Linked DNA regions of Anas platyrhynchos: region 2 is linked to region 1. A link is a contact called in public Hi-C data. All regions are on one chromosome and are shown on one strand. Each heading gives the region's core, a stretch centred on a gene start, on an enhancer-like site or on the middle of the called end of the contact. The rest is flanking DNA. Distances are from core to core; before and after follow the strand shown. Region 1 overlaps LOC106019295 (a long non-coding RNA gene). Region 2 overlaps LOC113842084 (a long non-coding RNA gene).

Region 1 (3,126 bases), core at 532-3,031:
CCCGGGGAAGCCAGATTTGAAGAACTGTCACACCTGGGCTTTCTTAGAGCTCTGGTCCAGATTTGTTCTCCAACACCCCCAGTGACTGCTGCTTTTTGTGTCCGTCCTGGACAGCAGTGGTGGGGGGGACAGGACTGCAATGTAACCAGTCCTGGTGGGGGTAGGAGAAGTCCTCCTGCAGCCTTGTCTGCCAGACTGCTCTCACCCCTGCTGTCAGCAAGCAGTGATAGCGGAGGGAAAGTGTTGGTTTTCCAGAAAGGTTTATTTTCTTAAGAATTCCTATCCCTTGTAAGTCACTGGAGGATTTTCCGCTGACTTCAAGGAATGAAATCCTAGCACTGAGATATCCAAAAAATGTGTGCAGGGGCCAAGGAAGTTGCTCTATCAGCTTTTGGGACCCCATTTGGCTCTAAGAGCACTCTGCATGGAAACACAGTGGAGATTTAAAGGCCACATCTCCAAGTGGAACTCACCAGTATGGCACTCCCAGTCTGAAAGATCTGTAGCCCCCCAAAACAACGTGCTAGCCCAGTATACATTGAGCCCACTGCAGGCTTAATTAAATCATTTCATGCTCCCACCCCATGCTGCTGGAAGAGCAGTTTGAAATATTCTCAAATTAACAGGCACCAAGTAAAAGCAAGGGTCAGTGTTTAAGAGCCCATGGCTTGTGTGAGGCAGAAGAAATTCTCTGGGTGCTTGCTAGATCACTTTAAAAACCAGCTGGTATGGGGGAAAGGGATGCACTTACCTACAAATATCCAATCTCCTGCAAAGAGAGTGCTATTTTCTGGGCTCTCTTGGAAACAGCCCTCCAGATGGAAGCACCCCGACCATCGCACAGGAGGCATTCTCAAACCACACAAATGTGCAGTGAGGTGGAGGCTCTAAGTGCTGGTTCAGACCTTCTGGAGAAGGTCAACACCCTGTTTAACTTCCATTAATGTCACTCCAGTCACTTTTGATGGTACTGAATAGAAAAAAAAAAAAAAGATAAAAAAAAAAAAGATAAAAATAATCTTAAAAGCTTTGCAAAAATACCATATTTTTAAAGACAGACACATTTGCTTTAAAGTGGTTTTAAAAGGAAAGGAAGAACAAAAGGATAAACCTTTCTTCCCAGATTCCCAAATTCTGGGCTGGGCACTGACCAGGACATGATTCAGGGCTGGTCAGGCTGTGCTGATGTGGCCAGCGGAGATGGTCAGGTAGCAGCAGGGAGCATGGGGCAGGAGGTGTCCCCTGTCAGCCCACACTTTTGGAGCAGCATGGAGTGAGCAGAACAAAAGTCAGGTTTTACCACTGCCATGACAGCTTGAATGGTCGGAGAGAAAGGCCGTGAGGAGCAGTCCGTGTCCAGAAAGAAGAGAAGCAGTGGTCACAAGCTCCGAGTGACCGCAAGTGCTTTACGCCACGCATAAATGTCACACCACATTTTAACTACTGGATCAGCCTCGTTCAGCCAGCTCTGGACTGGTGACAAGTCTGCTGCACTGCTTTTTAGCATGTTTCCCTCACAGGATTATCTAGCAACAAACACTGCGTTCAGAAAAGTGCTGCTGCTGCAGTTCGAGATTTATTTTAACTCTCCAGAAAAACAAAATCTCTGAATCAAAACAAAAAGAGCCACGAAGGAGTGTGGGAAACTTTTTTCCTAGATAAACGTGAAGTGACATCGCCGTGCTCCCTGCACCCCGACGAGGCTGCTCGGATGCCACCCGGAGAGGAAGGAGGATGTGTGGGCTAATGAGTAACGGTAGGATTTCGCTACAGGGCTCTGAGTCAAGGAGCACCTCAGACAAATCGCTAATTGCCTGTGATTTACTCCCAGTTATCTGAGGAGCAGCAGCCCAGTCCTGGGAACACAGTGAATGTTTAATCAAGCAGATCTCAACTGCTGCTTTCAAACCCGGGCTTCTGAAGCATGCGTGATAGTTGCAGCATGTCCTTTAGCCCTCCCAGCAGTGGGGGCAAGCCCCCTTTCCAAATGCAACCTCTTGGCAACCTGCAGGGACCCCGGGCGCAGAGGGGCCAGCCTGTGCCCCCTGTGGCCATGGGGCTGGAAGGGGGTCGGCCGTCAGCTGCGTGGAGCCGAGCCAAGTGAGATTTTTTTCAGGCATCTCAAGCCGGAGGAAGGTTAGCTAGTATTACTAGATAAGGCATTTTCCATCACAATATGACATTTGAAAATGCCCCGTTCCCAAATAAGCATTTCTGAGAAGCCTGAACAAAAACAAAGTGTCAGGATTCATTGGTGAGACTGCTGCATGCCGCTGCAACTAGCCCCCCGCCCCCCTGCCTCTGCGTGCTTCCCCCTTTGCCTTCTTCTTTCAAGGAAGAAAAATAAATGTTGAAATTGGAAGGCTTCCAGCAGAACTGAAATTTCATATTCCAGCAGCCGGGACAGGAGGGTCGTGCAGGCCCATGGGGCTGGGGGCTGCAGCCACTGCTCCAGGGGGTCCTGGAGGTGGTGTCAAGCAAGGTGACAGCTCTACCTGCCCGTGGAGCAGTGGGATCCACAGGGATGGGAGTGCTCGCTTTGTGCAGCTTGCTGTGGAAGCCAGTACTCCTGGATATGGCTTCCCTTATTGGGATTGTCCCTCACCTCCCCAGTTAGCACCCCATCGGCCTGGGGTGGTCTGCACGCACCTCTCGGGTGCAGGGCTGGGACCTCGCGGTCAAGCACCCCCTGTGCCAGGCAGCCAGCCAGCCCTGCACTCCCGCAGGGTAAGCATCTGAGGAGGATGACCCCTCTCTCTGCTCCACGAAGCTCCTGCGTGACATTCGGCCATTGCCCGCCACATCCAGGGGCAGAGTTCAGAGCCCACGCCAGTGACTCAGCACCTCGCTGGGCCACCAGCCCGCAGCAGGGCTCTCCTGACCCGATAACCAGAGTGGGGTGAATCAGCCAGTCCCTCGAGGCTGTTAACCCAGAGGGAAGCTGCTCCTCCAGAGAGCACCCCGCACCTTGTAGATGAGGCGAGGTGAAGTAGGCACCCGGCTTCTGCCGGCGGTTTTGCAGCCGCAGCTCTTTGTGCCACGGGTGGTTTGAAGCACCGTTGGAGCCAGGGCTGCTCTCCCCACCTTCGGCAGCACAAGTGCAACGCCTTCCTGCGTTGCAGCGCT
Region 2 (2,839 bases), core at 243-2,742, 140 kb before region 1:
GGACTGGGGCCACGCAGAGGGGCAGCAGCTCTGGTGGTAGCTCCCGTGCTGCAACCCCTTTGGGACAAGTCCTGGGGAAGGCAGGCCTGACTCTCGCTGCTTTGAGAGCAGCTTATTTCAAATCCCTTGGCGATCCATTAGCTAATTAAAAACACGAGAGGCTGCTGAAAGCCAGTGCACGAGGACACGCCGGCTGTATCATGCAGGGGGGGCCGTGTCCCCACTGCCTCCCCTGGCTGTCCCCAGCCCCAGAGCCCCCAGCCCCTGGGCAGGACACGTGCAGGAGGGCTGCCATCCCTCCGTGGGTGGCACGGACAGAGAGGCAGCTTTATACACCACCTGCCTCCCCAGCTATCGGCTAGAAACTCAGCAATGACTTGGCCATGGGCTGAAAGGCAGCGAGGGACCCTGCCCACTGGGTGCTGGTGGCACCCTGTAGGGTCCAAGCAGCCCGGCGTAGGGTGGCTCTGTATTCAGGGCTTGCCACTCAGGGTGATTTTCCGTCCCTGTTGTGCTGCATTTTTATCACCTAACCTTGCCTGCAGCAAGGCAAAGCAGAAACAGCTTTGGCTTCCCCTCCACAGAAATCCCTGCAGCGTTACCCCAAGGATCCTGGGGGAGGTGCGTCAGGAAGGGGGCCTTGGGGCCATTCCCCCTGCTCCCACAGGGCCCCGATGACACCACGGTGGTGGCAGTGGCACCAACACCTGGTGTAAATGCTCAGGAGATCAGCGGGTGCCACGTTTCCCCCTCCTGCCCCCAGTTTTTCCATTTTCTTTGGGCTTTTCCCACCATGTTCCTGGCAGAGGGACACCCCAAGATTCAGCGAGCAATTTCCCAGCAGAGCTGTGTCCCCACATGGTGGCAGCCTTGCCTGTGCTCCGGAGGACCAAAGGACTCCCTTGGGCCCCCAGATTTCGGGCTGTGCCCCAGGGAGACCACAGACACGGGCACAGGGCTAGCGGGCAGATAGGTACGATGACAGTGGTGTGGAAAGCCATAAACATGGCATTTGGCAGCAGCACGAGGCTCTGAGCACCTCCAGGTAACCCAGTAGGCCCTCAAAGGCCTGTGACAGTGACACACCGAGCACCCCCATGCCTTTTATTGCTGCACATGGATTTGGGAGATGCAGCTGGGGAGGTGACGTGGGCTCTGCCCCCACAAGGTCTTTGGTTGACCAAGGGCATCCGTGTAGTAAAGTCAGAGTTACCTGTGCTCGGCTGTACGCAGTGCACACAAAACCTTGCACCTCTGACATAGCTGCACACACGCAATTTTGTTGGCTTGATGCCTTAAAGGTTCAGAAGCTCGGAGACGCTGTACCAAAGGACTTCTGCATATTCAGCAATCCCCTCTCGGAAAGAATAAAGCAGCCGGAGCAAGAAATGGCTGTGTTTGAGATCCCTAAATCAGGCAGCTCTGGGTGCCTGCGTGCTCAGGAGCCCCGAGGTTGGCCAAGAGATGGCAGCAGCCCCATGTCTTTGGGATGCATTCGCTCTTCTCTGCTTTAAAGGAAAGACCAAACCGAAAGGTCACGCTCGGTATTTTTCTGGGCATCTCCTGTGTATTCCTCCAGAGACGTTTCTCTTCCTCCCCCCCTCCCAGCAGCAATTATTTCAGTTTTATTTTTCCTTTTCTCGTTGACAGTGCTCTCGGAAGGAAGCTGTGCAGCCCCATTGCCCATGCTCTCTCCTTTCCCCCCCCCCACCCCGATGCCAGCCCCTCACCCCAGGACTCCACGCGCTGCTGCAGGGAAACAACCCCTGGAAAAGTCGCTGGGAACCCAAATCCTGCTCCCACCTCTGACATCCATTGAGCAGGGGTTGGAGCAGGCTACCCCAGAGCTCTCTTCCCAGCTCAGCCATCCTGTGATTCTGCAATAAAAAGGGTGCTTTGCCCTCCCCACACGCAGGCCATTCCCAAGCAGGAGGCTCTGGGCCCTTTTGTTCCTCTGGGGGACACCTGGCTGAGGTCTGGCAGGGGATTTGGCTCTGCTGGTGTAGATCTTGAGATAAACCCACCAGGCATCACCAGCAGTATCCCGAGGTGAGCTGCAAGGACCTCTGAGAGAAGCCTGCTTCATAGTTTTCAGCACTGCCTGAGGAAGGTCTGGGGTTTAATTTCCTGCTTTTTTGTTGTTGTTTGTTTTTACTTAAGGAGAAGCACTCGGGCCGCGTCTCTTTGTCTCTGCTGGTTTTGCTCTGAGGCTCCTCGGGTGTTGCAGAGGATGTGCGTGCTGAACCCTCTCCCACTGCAGACAAAGCACGCCAGCCCCTTCTCCACGATGCTGGCTTCCCGAAGTGTTCAGCAGCAGCCTGACCTTTCTCCCCCGATAATTTACAAACTGCTTCCAAACAGTCCAGAAAATAGTAACGCAGAAAGCTTGGCTTCAATTTGTGTGCCTCCGTGGAGAGGCGGTTCGGTGGAGTCTGCGAAAGGATTTCGTAAAGAAAAGTGATTGTTGAGGATTTTTGCTAGGCAGGAGCTCTTCCAGGAGCACACAGCAGAGGAGACACCTTGGGATAAGCCTCCTAGGTTGGGTTTGCTCATCCTGGCACCAGCAATGCCCTGTCATTTTAACTCATCACAGAAGGGAGCACAGGGTAAGAGAGGTTCGGACTGGCCTATATGGAGAACCCAAATAAGCAATGGTGCCAGTGCAGCTGTCTGGAACATCGATTTCCATCTTCCCAGGAAGGAGCAGCCCTCCTGCACCTCCCTGGGATCAGACAGGTAGCTCTGAAACAAAGTCCTAGCTAAAGCAGCACCCACAGATGGACTCATTTATGGTTCAGTAACACAAACTTAAAGGAAAAACAAGCAAACAAACAAAACC

The links. A called contact is a pair of places that touch in the nucleus more often than the background predicts.
Region 2: a contact with region 1 is called in a Hi-C map of skeletal muscle, with 4 times the contacts expected there. The contact joins two enhancer-like sites. A contact is called at or near these places in 3 of 8 Hi-C or Micro-C datasets (liver, skeletal muscle and subcutaneous adipose tissue).

Annotation. Positions count from the first base shown.
Region 1 is chr1:125,143,811-125,146,936 of IASCAAS_PekinDuck_T2T, reverse strand. It overlaps LOC106019295 (a long non-coding RNA gene), which reads right to left. Exons shown (of 3, transcript XR_001194003.5): 1 at 1,301-3,126; 2 at 752-970. Among named protein-coding and RNA genes, the nearest start is that of SIK1, 13 kb to the left of the region's middle. Within about 2 kb of position 1,781, at least 1 of the 8 cell types and tissues checked has an H3K27ac peak or open chromatin away from gene starts, as enhancers often do.
Region 2 is chr1:125,281,849-125,284,687 of IASCAAS_PekinDuck_T2T, reverse strand. All of the region lies in intron 2 of LOC113842084 (a long non-coding RNA gene), which reads right to left. Among named protein-coding and RNA genes, the nearest start is that of CRYAA, 9.8 kb to the left of the region's middle. Within about 2 kb of position 1,492, at least 2 of the 8 cell types and tissues checked have an H3K27ac peak or open chromatin away from gene starts, as enhancers often do.